Linked DNA regions of Mus musculus: region 2 is linked to region 1. A link is a contact called in public Hi-C data. All regions are on one chromosome and are shown on one strand. The core of a region is the stretch at or near the end of the contact, and the rest is flanking DNA. Distances in the headings are between cores, read along the strand shown.

The links. A called contact is a pair of places that touch in the nucleus more often than the background predicts.
Region 2: a Hi-C map of nephron progenitors shows a contact between it and region 1, with 4 times the contacts expected there. The contact joins two enhancer-like sites. A contact is called at or near these places in 5 of 484 Hi-C or Micro-C datasets (the C2C12 cell line, cerebral cortex, cortical neurons and 1 more) and 4 of 115 datasets of contacts at active chromatin or transcription factors (bone marrow-derived dendritic cells, embryonic basal ganglia, embryonic limb bud and 1 more).

The regions. Positions count from the first base shown.
Region 1 is chr17:66,760,068-66,765,804 of GRCm38.p6, forward strand. It overlaps Ptprm (protein tyrosine phosphatase, receptor type, M), which reads right to left. Exons shown (of 31, transcript NM_008984.2): 18 at 2,062-2,149. Among named protein-coding and RNA genes, the nearest start is that of 1700016K05Rik, 48 kb to the left of the region's middle. Within about 2 kb of position 1,459, at least 9 of the 459 cell types and tissues checked have an H3K27ac peak or open chromatin away from gene starts, as enhancers often do. A contact at or near this core is called in nephron progenitors, where this site is marked.
Region 2 is chr17:67,334,903-67,341,384 of GRCm38.p6, forward strand. All of the region lies in intron 1 of Ptprm (protein tyrosine phosphatase, receptor type, M), which reads right to left. Among named protein-coding and RNA genes, the nearest start is that of Ptprm, 16 kb to the right of the region's middle. Within about 2 kb of position 4,904, at least 7 of the 459 cell types and tissues checked have an H3K27ac peak or open chromatin away from gene starts, as enhancers often do. A contact at or near this core is called in nephron progenitors, where this site is marked.

The DNA of each region.
Region 1 (5,737 bases), core at 209-2,708:
AGCAGAAAGAGATAGACTAGGGCTCTCAAGCTCTTCTGGTCATCTATGTACCTACACATCCACCTCACATGTGATGCACTCAAACATGCATATGCACAGACCCTCGCAAGTAACCCACAGGGTCAGTATTAAACCAAACTTCATGGAGAAGCGAGCTTGAAGCTCTACTTCCCCAAACTTCCTTTAACATGGCCTTCAAGCGCTTGTTGGTTCTGTCTTGGGGCAGGGATAAGGGCTGGTGTTGTCATCTGTGTAATCTCAGTGTTTAATTCTGATAAAGTGTACCAGAGCACAAACACACTTCACCAAGGGGAAGTCAAACTCTCAACCTTGGGGCACCCTGCCTGCCTGTGACAACCATACAGATACAAACCCTTAAACAACCATGGTGAGTTTAAAAAAAACAGTCAATGAAGCACACGGCTGCGACATTCATACTCTTGAAAAGCCAGCAGTCTTTTGTTATTGGTAGCCAAAGGGAAGGCAAGGCTTGGCTAGAGCCCTGCATGTTCTGTGTATAAAACTACTCTTTTCTTTGTATAAAACACGTCAACACTATGTACTTCTGTGGTGGTTTGAATGAGAATGACCCCATAGGCTCTTATGCATGGTACTTGGTCCCCAGTTGCTTGAACTGTTTGGGAAGGATTTGGAGGCGTGGTCTTGTTGGAGGAGGTGTGTCAATGGGGGTAAACTTTGAGGTTTCAAAAGCCCATGCCTTCCAGGTTTCTCTCTTTCACTTGCCTTCTACTTGTTGATAAGGATAGAAGCTCTCAGCTACTATTCCAGTGTCATGCCCCTCCGTGCTATTATGCTTCCTGCCACGGAGGTCATGGACTCTAACCCTCTTGAACTGTGAGCCCCAAATTAAATGCTTCTTGTATTAGTTGCCTTGGTCACAGTGTTTTGTCATGGGGACAGAAAAGTAATGAAAACAACCATCCAGGACGGCAGCCACTAGTCTCGAGTGCTATTTAAACTCAGAAGAAATGGGAAGGAAACAAAAGTTAAAAGAAAAAAAAAATCGGTGTCTCAGTCATGACAGCCATATTTCAAGTACCTAGCAACCTGGGACTTGATCGGATCAGAACATTTCCAAAAGCACAGGGAATGTCGGGGCGTCACGACCATAGCAACTGTCCTGTCAAGTCAAGGAATGCTCCGGCAAGCAGGCAGAATGTAGCTGCACTCTCACAATCGATGAAGCAAATGCACAGCTCCCTTGAAGGTCCTGTGCCCTCCAAGTTTGTTCATTCCCGAGTAACAAGATGTGATGAGAGAGGCGCTCGCCAGGCCCAGCTTCCTGCTGTTGTGCTTTCTGCTCCTTCAGAAATGGCTGGACTGTTGGGTGACCACTGTGGGCCGCTGGCACCTTGATGTCATCCTGAATGACTCGGAGCAGTTGAACACAGAGAATGGATGGTCCGAGCCCTGGGAGAAGGGGGCTCATCAATCTGCTCGGAGCTCGGCATGGCTACGGAACATTAATGAGGTTGGGCTCGATTTAAAAGCTGTCTGAGGCATTATGGATGGCAGTGTTCGGTTTCACAGGCGCTGGGAATTTCTGAGATATAATCCTAGCCCCTTTGCTAATGAGTATTGTGATACGGAGACTATCATTTAACTCCTGAGTTTCGCTTTCCTGCCCTTAAAATGGGGCTATTACTGACCTACCTAACCCAGTGTCTGGAGGATTAATGTGCCAAAGAGTGCGGAGCTCTGTGCGAGAAGCCTGCTGTGAGCCAAGCCATTACTTCTGTTCATTCTCATGCAGCAGTTGGGGAACGTTAAAGTCTACGATGTTTGCTCCTTCCAAAATGCATTTTCTTCCTCTGCTTTGTGACATTCCCTGTGTTCCATAGACCCTGCATCTCAAAGGAAAACCAGGCCCTCCGGGAGGATGCACTGAGGTGGTTGGGGGTCACAGACGATTTTTTCCTTCACTTAGCACGGGGCCTTGACACCAGCTCTTGCCGGAAATACAAAGGCAGGCATTGCATGGTGAATTCTCACAGCCCGAGCCTGGGGGAGGGGGGTTGGACTGCCGCCACCACCACTTACATGCAATGATGTTCCCGTATCTGTTCTTCATTCTGTTCTCGTCTTTCTTAGCAGAGTCCCATGGTGCAGACTGTCCTTCAAAGAAGCTCTGGAAGAGAGAGAAAGAGAGAGAGACTTAGTGCATAGCAGTTAGATGTAGTGAACAGAGGGGTTGGAACGGGAGGGGGGGTGTCCTTCAGATGTGGGATGGTGGTCAGGCAGGCAGTCATAGTGAGAATGATGCTGTCTTACTTGGGGGAATATTTTATTTGGCTTTCGCCAAGCTTTGTTTTACATTGGCTAGCACCGCACAGATATAGAGGATACAGAGAAAAATCCCACAATTTATTTAAACAATGCCCTATTGGAGTATTTGAAGGAGAAAAAAAAATCCAACATTTCCCCAAATTTCTTCATTATATTGCAAGTTCCCATTACTCTTTTAAGATATACCTCCCCCCCCCCTCCAATAAATAACCAAAGGAATGTTATTCTGGGCTAGAATGGGAAAGCCAAAACTTTATGACCTCAAGATTAAAATCCTGCTATATACTCTGAATTTTATCTGGATGTATTGTGTCTGAGGGCTTAGGTTTCTCTGTCCCACTTATAATGAAAATGCTTTTTGCTATGAGTGGACAAGTGGCAAGACTGATCTGGGTGGCTCTTACTCCCTCTCTAGTGCCCATGGAGCCCTTGCATGGCCGACACCACGCAGAAGTTGCTGGCAGCCCGTGGTAGTAAACGTGGGCGTTGAGTGAAGCTTATTTCTTGTCATCCCTGGCACTGCAGAGGGAGGGCTCGGGGAGGTGCAGACCGAGCTGCCTGGTGTACAGCAACTGGACCATGTGCACAGTGAACCGTGCTCAGCACGGTCTATGTTTGCCTGAGAAGAGGGGACTGCATGAGAGAGCGAGCTTGTCCACTCACAGTTTGCATTCAATAAATATTTGCCAGTGAATGAAGGGCTGCACTGCCTTGTTATAGTATATATTTGCTGTGATATAATAAACTACTCAAGGCTTTGGAAACTGGTTTGTATTAGTCCATTTCCCACACTATATATGATGTTCTAGAAGCAGGTTACTTATAAAGACAAAAGGCACGTTAATTCACAGCTGGATTAGGTAGCCCTGTCTGCTTGGCTTCTGGTGGTAGATGGCATTATGTTAGTAGCTCACGTGGTGGTGGTGGTGGTGGGGTTGCCAGGGGTCAGAGTAGAACACAGGAAAGCTGAGAGACTCGGCTTCCATAATCCCTTCAGAGGGCCACCCCCAGCTGATTTAAGAACGTGTCAGCAGGTTCTGGTTCTTAAAGACTCCAATTTGAGACGAAACATGAGCACAGTAAAGACCGAACTTCCAACCCATGAACCACTGAGGAGCAAATGATACCTGAGCACAGAGCCACCTGTGCACACGTCACAGGCTTCATCCAGACATAATCTGTGCCACCCCCATCGTCTACATCATACCAGGTCTTGTTTCTCTGACCCAGATGAGTTTTCACAACTAATAGGCAGGAAAATGCCTGACCACTGCTCTGTCCAACCATGGATTGTAAGCCTTGTCAACAGTGTGCCCATGGCACAAACCAGCAACAGCCACCACTTCCTGGCATTCTGGGACCAGAGTACCATGCCACCAGCACAGGAACTGAGTATGAACTGCTCATCTCCATCTATGGTCCCTTAGCCATGGTCATAAAAGACATGCTACTTTTAAAATATACTTATTATTGTGAAAAACGTAGGGGAGGGCTGGAGAGATCAGTTAGTGGACTAGAACACTTGCTGCTCTTGCAGAGGACCTGGGTTTGGCTCCCAGCATCCACACAGGAGCACACAATCATCTGTAACCCAAGTTTTAGCGGGTCAGATGCTCTTTCTCTGGCTTCTGTAGGTACACACATGCAAAATACATACACACATACAAAATACTCAGACATATAAAATAAAAATAAAATAAAAAAGACAAAGATGAGAGGCTGTGTGTATGAACAGCTAAAGTAACAATCATATACTACTGGCTTATATATCCTGAGGACAAAGGATATATAAAATTTTTTCAAGTTATTAATAAATTGAGATGATGAAAGTACAATTGAAAACTTATCAGGTAATTTCATCCAGAGAATGACCACTATATAACCCGGAGATCATAAACAGGTAACCCATACCAAGCTACAGTATGTTAACTCAGCTCTGCCCTGTGACACATTTAAAAATAGCTCCGGGGACTTTTAAAGTCAACTGTTCTTGTTCTGAGAAGTGTCTTTGTTATCCTCCGAATGACAATTATTTCGCAGTTTGAGTAATAACTATTATTTGACTTCTAACAATGTAATTCTACTTTGAGTTTGTCATGATTTAATTGCCAATTTCAATTCTCCCTGCCTTTTCTACACATCTAAAATGGTCTTTTTTATTCATCTCCTTTTTATTTTGTAGGAAGACAGGAGAAGACAACTGACGTTGAGGGAGACTCTGACATCTTCTGGTGAACTCCTGCTGCATTGGAGGGGGTGACAGAGGTACAGACATCCCACCCCACTCCTGACAGGCAGAGGCTCCTCCCACGGGGTCTGATGCTCACCCTGAAGCAGTGTCTTTGGTGTGTGTGGCAATCACAGGACTTCCAAGAGCCCCTATTCTTAAAAACAGTTATTGTGACCCTATCCTTTCCATTTAATTGGTGACTGGAGATACCAATCAGCAAATGGGAAAATAATCTATCCCATCCCTTTTCAGCACCTTGGCTTTTAGCATGTTTTGATTAGAAGGGGTTCATGAGCTGTTATTCCGAGCGCTTATTAAGGTGGGCATCAGTGCAGTGGTTCTCTACTTGTGCATCACGACCCCTTTGGCAAACCTCTATCTCCAAAAATATTTAGATTATAATTCATAACAGTAGCAATGACAATAACATTATGAGGGTCCCACAGCATGAGGGGATATAATAAAGGGTTGCAGCATTAGGAAGGTTGGGAACTATTGAGTTGGAGACTCAAGGTGAATGAGTTCATGGCGCAGAGCCTCATGAGGTAAAGAGAGGTAGGTGGGGTGATCAATGCCTTCTCCTAATCTCTGTGCTTTCTGAGCCGCTGACTTTAAAGGGAAAGACAGTACTATTTCTACTTGAAAGTATGTGGCTCATTTCCATATCTAGTTCGCATTTCCTTGCCTCTAGTGAGGAAAATGTTAAAGGGCCAGCCAGATGGCTCAGCAGATAAAGGTGCTTGAAGCCCAGCCTACGGACCTGAGTTCGATCCCCAGCACCCACACTGTGAGACAGGAGAACCTACTTTAATGAGCTGTCCTTTCATTTCTGCACTTGGGCTGTCACGTGCATGCATCCCCCCCCCCCCAGACACACCTGAAACAGTAATAAATTTAAAAGTAATAAAAATTTAAAGCCATATCAAGTAAGTTTTGGGCAGTTGTTGGTTCCTGTTACAAGACAGGCATTTTCTTACATGATAGATGAGGGGGAGACTTTGTCTTGAGCCACACAACTGTCTACGCTGGGAATAGGGGAGTCATTCTAAGTGGAGAGATGTATTTTCTAACAGACAAACAACAAACAGAGGGTGTGACGAGAAGACGGGATGGCTGTCACTTCTACACTATTGCTTGACGAATCATGGAAGCAGTGATTGCATCTTGGACTTTCAGCAACTGGCCTGCTCTAATCTTACA
Region 2 (6,482 bases), core at 3,654-6,153, 580 kb after region 1:
TCCTTATTCAAAATCCCAAGACAGAAGTGCTTTAGATTTCAAATACTTTTAGATTTAGGGATATTTGTAGATGCATATAATGAGCTACCTTGGGGATGGGGCCTGAGTCCAAACACAAAATGTAGGCAACCTCACACAGTGCTGTTAGCATTGCAACACCTGCCTACCATGGGTATCAAATGTGAACCTGTCTGCTTGGCACCATGCTGATGCTGAAGGAAGCGCTTGGAGCATTTCAGGTTTGGCTTGTTTGGATCATGAACACTCAACACGTATTACAGTTTAGTGTCATCAGAGTTAGGCTGATCAGGTGTGAATATCAACTTTTGTCCCTTGCAACATGGCTGGTTCTGTTCAGTGGCATCTGAACTTATATCCAAGCTTCTGAAATGGTGTATGTGTGCATGTGTGCGTGCGTGTGTGTGCATGTGTGCATGTGTGCATGTGTGTATGTGTGCATGTGTGCATGTGCGCATGTGTGTATGTGTGTATGTGTGTATGTGTGCATGTGTGCGTGTGTGTGCATGTGTGCGTGTGTGCAAGTGTGCACGTGTGTGTGTGTGCATGTGTGCACGTGTGCACGTGTGTGTGTGTGTATTGTGTGGGGGGGGTCAGTATTTAATGAGTTAATACAAACCCACTTTAGACAATATGTGGTAAGCATCCAGTAAGCATGCATTAGTCCTGATGTACTACAATACTGCTCTGCAGAGTGGCCAGAGCAGCAGCCAGCCCCTGAGCAGACCAGGCACTGGGAGGTGTGCACTCAGTCTGTGAACTCACTAGCTCATTCCATTTGCATCAGTGCTCACTGCCCCAGTCACAAACTGCAGAAGGGAAAGGCAGGGCCCACTGATGCTCCCAAGAGAACTAGCAACAAAGACGGGGGTGGGGGGGTGGGGGTGACCCATACTGGGGTCCTCATCACTTTCTCTAAAATGCGTTACACAAACAAAAGACAGAGGAAGGAGACAAACATGATGACAAGAAATAGAAGAAAGAGACTGGGACCTGAGTCTCAGCTCTGAGAATAGGAGCAGACACAAACCCCACCACTCCCCAAACAGACACAAAACTGACCATCTCTCAGCTTCTAACCACACCCTGGTTCCTCCCAAAGCCATCTTGGAGCACAGCAGCAAACATGCCCATGTGGGGCCGGGAACTTGCTGGGCTCGAGGACGAAAGGGTACCTGAGCTGAAGGTATGTTCTTAAGAAGGAAACACAGGGGACGGGTGCCAGGCCGCCAACGTCGCCATGTTTTGATTTTTTTTAAATCTGAAAAATAATTATTCAAAACTTGCTTCTTCCTTCAGGGTTTTTTTTTTGTTTGTTTGTTTGTTTGTTTTTTTTTGTTTTTTTTTTTTTTGGAGGACTTCCCTTCTGACACGTACCTCTAAGCTGAAAGACACTTTCAAAGACTCCGTAGCAGAGGAAGCGTCTAATTTAAAAAATAATAATAAAAATAAAAGAATAAATAAGGAGTCTAGCTGAGGATTTATTCTGCCTCTTCTGTGGACAGTGTTGGCTATGCATGGAGGCTTTACTGGCCAACCTCTGAGCTACGACCACGGGGTGATCCCCAAACTTTGAGGGGTGCTCCTGCAAGCTTTCTGCTATACAATCAGCAGAGGAGTTAACTCTGCTCCCCTCCCTCTCCCTCCCCCTCCCCCTCCCCCTTCCCCTAAGTACCTCCCCCCTCCCCTTCTCCCTCTCCCCTTTCCCCCTCCCTCTTCCCTCCCCCTCCCCCTCCCCCCTCCCCCCTCCTCCTCTCATTTCTACACTATTAGAAGAAGCATGCGTCCTGCATGCCTCTCGAGTTTGACTCTTACCATAAACTCTCCAGGCAAACCCTCATCTAAGACACTGAGATCCTCAATCCTGAGGAAAGACAGAATCCACAAATGAGAGCACTCACAAGGGGTCCTGGCTACTGGACAGAAAGCCACAATCCCATGTCATTGCGCATTTAATTCTGGATAAGTACTGTTTGGGGAAGAGACCTTGCCTTGCGAAGAATTCTGGAATATTCTCAAATATTCTATCCCCCCGCACGCCTCAGGGTGATCAGTTCTTCCCACTGCGTTCAGTTGCAGGGTATTAAAGTGAGGAAGGGATCATGGGTTGGAGGGATTGCTCAGAAAGCAACACAACGAGCTTTCAAAATTTACCCCCAGGGAGAAAATAAGCCAAACAAAGAGCGATTTCTTGTTCATAAATAAATAGATAGCAGTGACTCTTGGCTTGCTGATTTGAAGTAAAAGCAGGCCTGGAAAGATGGTAGAAGACCCAGCTGTGGTTCAGACAGAGATGAAACCCCAAGGAACTAGGCATCCAAGAGACCTTGATGTTACTGTGGCCACACATGGCCAGCGCCCCATAGCTGAGAACTCAACCTTTCAGATTACCCTTCTCAACCTCATGTTTTCTGGTACTCGCAACACTGGAATATCTACTTTTCTTTGACTTTGTCTACTATCAGGAGATCTGAAACAAGTTATAAGCTCTCTGGCAACAGAAGCAAACAGGACTCTATATTCTCTGTATATTGTCAACGCCCTTGGCAGGAGGAAACCCCGTGCTTTGTCCCTGCTGGCTCAGGGTGAGCACTCATACGCATCTGCCATGGTTGACCATTGTTATGGCCAAGCCACTTTAGTAAAAGCCCAAGCATATTCTGTTAACTCCCTGTGGATCTGATCAATGCAAGGCCGATTTGAGTATGGAGCTAGCACACCAAACCCCATTGGACATGTTCAATTAGTACGGATTGGTAAAAATTTGTAAATTTATCCTAAACCGGTGAATACTTGCTTAATATTCACTTTTATTAGTGCAGCTTATTCTAATGTTGTTCTTTCAAAAGGTCTGTAAAAGACAGACTCAAAGAAACAAAGCATATGTTTTTAGATTCTTCTAGCGGATTTTTTCCCCAGAACCAGATCTCTCAAATACAGATATACACTCTACCAAAGGCTGTTAGAGGTGAAGTCTTCAGCCACTCCTAAGGCCTGCTCAGCCTGCGGCAAAGTTCTTAAAATACACTTAAATTATACCATGTGCTATCGTGTGTGTGTATGTATGTGTATGTATGTATCTATATGTATGTGTGTGTGCATTTTTGTGTAATATATTAATATGTATGTGCATGTGTGTATGTGCATATATGTGTTATGTATCTATATGTATGTGCTTGTGTGTGTGTTTATGTGCATGTATGTCTGTATGTATCGATATGTGCTTGTGTGTGTGTGTGTGTGTGTGTGTGTGTGTGCATTGCATGTATAGGTGAGACAACAACTTTAAGTGTTATTCCTTAGGTACCATCCATCTTGCTTTTTAAGGCAGGGTCTTTCACTAACCTTGAACTTTCCAAAAAGACCAGGCTGGCTCCTCAGAGAGTCCCGAGGGCCTGCCTTCTCTGCCTACCCACCTTTGAGACTAGAAGCATGGGCCATCACACTTGGAGTTTTTTCCGGTGAGTTTTTGATGCTCTAATTTGCATCCTCATTCTTGAACAGCAAGGGCTTTCCTGACTGGGCTGCCTCCTCATCTTCATAAGGCATTTTGCTCCCATAGTTTACCCTTGAGATAGCTTTAACATTTAACTAGATAGAATCTTGAATCTAGACAGAATCTGGAGAAGAACGTCTGGGCATGCCTGTGAGGAGAGGAGAAGAATCTTGAGTTCATTAAAGTGGGAAGGCCCGCCCACCATGGGCGGCACCATTCCTTGGCTAGGGTCCTGAAGCAAGCAAGTCCAGAACAGGAGCCGAGCATCAGACATTTTTCTCTCTCTCTGATCCTGATTGTAGATCCCCTGGGTTGCTTCAAGCTCTTTGGCCTTGTATACCCGAGATGACAGACTACACACTTGAACCATGAGCCAGAATAAACTCTTTTTCTCTTTAAGTTGAACTTGTCCTAGTAGTGTATCACAACAAAAGAATCAACAACAACAATAACAACAACAGAGGAACAAACCTTTTGCTTCACTCGGATTGTCAGATGAAAACATAGGCATTAGAAACCCACAGCTCTACTTAGAAGAGGACACCAGAAAACGACAGAGCAGATAGCATTGTGCCCTTTTTTTTGCTTGAGAAAAGATGAAGAAATCTCTAATTAATTTTATTCGATTTGCTTAGAGCTAAGCGTCTTTCTAATTTACTATTTCAAGGGGCTGTAAAATAGCAGTGAGTACGTTGCGGTATTGGCCTACAACAATTGTAGAATTATTTTTAACATCAACGTGAAGACTATACTAAACACAGCTTAAAAGTACGATGTACATAAGAGGAGACGAAAATAGGGGATTTGGACCCAAGAGGCCAGAAGAAAAGGATCCCAAATTAGCTGTTCCCTCTGTCGGTGTAGCATCCTGAAACACTCTGTGATATCAATGCCATCCATCCCATAAAAACAAGGGGATTAGAAAACAACCTTAGACAACAACCTAGGCATGGCACAGCTGCTGTACATGTGCATCCTTTACCATGCTCCTGAGAGGAGTCGGGAAAGATGGCGGTTAGTTTCTGAGTCAGAATTTCACACAGAAGACTCATGGGGGCTGGGAAAAGCCTTACCCTCTGGGATTTGCAGGTAACAGTGATGGTCCCGGGACTCCAGGGGCAGCAGCTATTCAGACAAGCACTGTGTTCTGCACGGGATCATCTCTCCCCTTACCACAGGGACAAAGCGTCCTAGAAGGACCACATGATTGGCCTCACAGGGCTTTAGTGGGGATTTCAACAGGCTATTTTACCTGCCTGATGCCCCCAGAGACAAGGATTGTGGATCCTGTCATTTGATATCTGAAGCCAATTCATGAACCACAAAGGCATGGAGTGACCCTATCCAGTTCCAACTGGATCCACTGAGGTTAGCAGCTTCCTCATTCAGAAGACAGAGAGCAGTGAGGTTAACCCTTCCTTTCCCAGTTGAAACCTCCTTCCTTTCTAAAACTTGAACACTGCCGGCTGGGAGATACCAGATTCGGTCAGTCAGATTCGAGAAGAGTTTGAGGCAGAACAGCTGAGCTAAAGCAGACAGCTAGAGATCAGAACCAGGAAGGACGAGCTTGCTCAGCAACAAGTCTTAGAGGGCCAAAACCTTCTAGGCCTATGTAAGGCTGTACACAGGCCAGAAACTCCCAGGACTAGGCCTAGGTTAGCAGACGGAGGCAGTAAGCCTCCAAGATGATGGTTACTTCGAGTGAATGAGTTACTGTCACTGACTGTTTGACCCAGCTACGTCTATAGATCATTTGTTGTTCGCTGATAACAAAGCAATGCACCATCTTTCCAATGTAGAGAGTCTTCCATCTCTTTACTGTGTCAGCATAAAATGTTTAATCAGATTATCCCTAAGCCTTTCCACCCTGCAAGTGTAACCAAAAGCTTTGATACCTTCCCTTTGGCGCTGAGAATGAAGGCCTTGGATATGATCATCAGGTTCCCTACCACTGAGCTAGACAGCCTAGCCTTAGACAGCAATCCATAATGGGATGAGTCTGAGAGCGACTGTGGCTGTCATAACTTCTGTTCCTGGGTTCCCCATCTATATAAATGTGCACCTAACAGGAAGAGACGGGAGAATGGCCCCAAGTTCAGAGCCACCCTGATCTACGCAGTAAATTCTAAGCTGGCTCGGGTTGCAGCATGAGACTCTTTAAAACAGCACAAAACAAGGAAATGAATGCCTGCCGAAAAGGGGGAGGGGGGAGAGAAGCCTGGGAGTTTAGTTACATTTAGAATAATGATTCAAATAAGTGACAAGGCTTGGACTCCTTTTCTGCCACCTCCGCCCAGTTCCCAAAAGATTTGCTGCATTTATAATGAGTATAATGAGATTAAAACAAGGAAAGCATATTAAAATAGGTTAAGAAAAACCAAGAGGAGACTAGGAATTGGGCCAAGGAAAGGATCCAGAAACCAGGATCAATAAAGGACAGATCGGGTGTTAGTCGCTTTGGCTCGGATGTCGTCTGCTGTCTTCCACTGGGAACAGCCTATTTCTCCTCCCAGCCCAATCTCGGGGCCCAACTGTGCCATCGGGGAGCAGAATCTATCTCTCTACTGGAGTCCAGGGAATGTTGCCTGTAACTCCTTAAAAACATCACAGAGAGAAAAGATCCTCTGAGAAGACTTAGACTCCGAGGGAGCCCTGCTCATGTGACCTTCTCTGTGAGAAGAGCCAACAAACCCCTTGATTTCTTACTGATGTGGGACAGCTTGGCTGGACCTTCTCAGTTTGAAAATGGCTCTCGCACAGTAGAATAGGTCTTTGAATGTGGTCTGACGTGCAACAGGAGGAAAGTGAGGGGTTATGTCAGGCAACGGCTTGCCGAGAAGAAACTAAGTGCTCAGAGGAATTGCCTCTTCTCTTAGAACTAAGGTGCAGAAGGAAATCTCCCCCAGCAGGTCATAGAAATTTACAATATAATGCGCCACAGTTCAATTCAACGCATCACCACACAGCT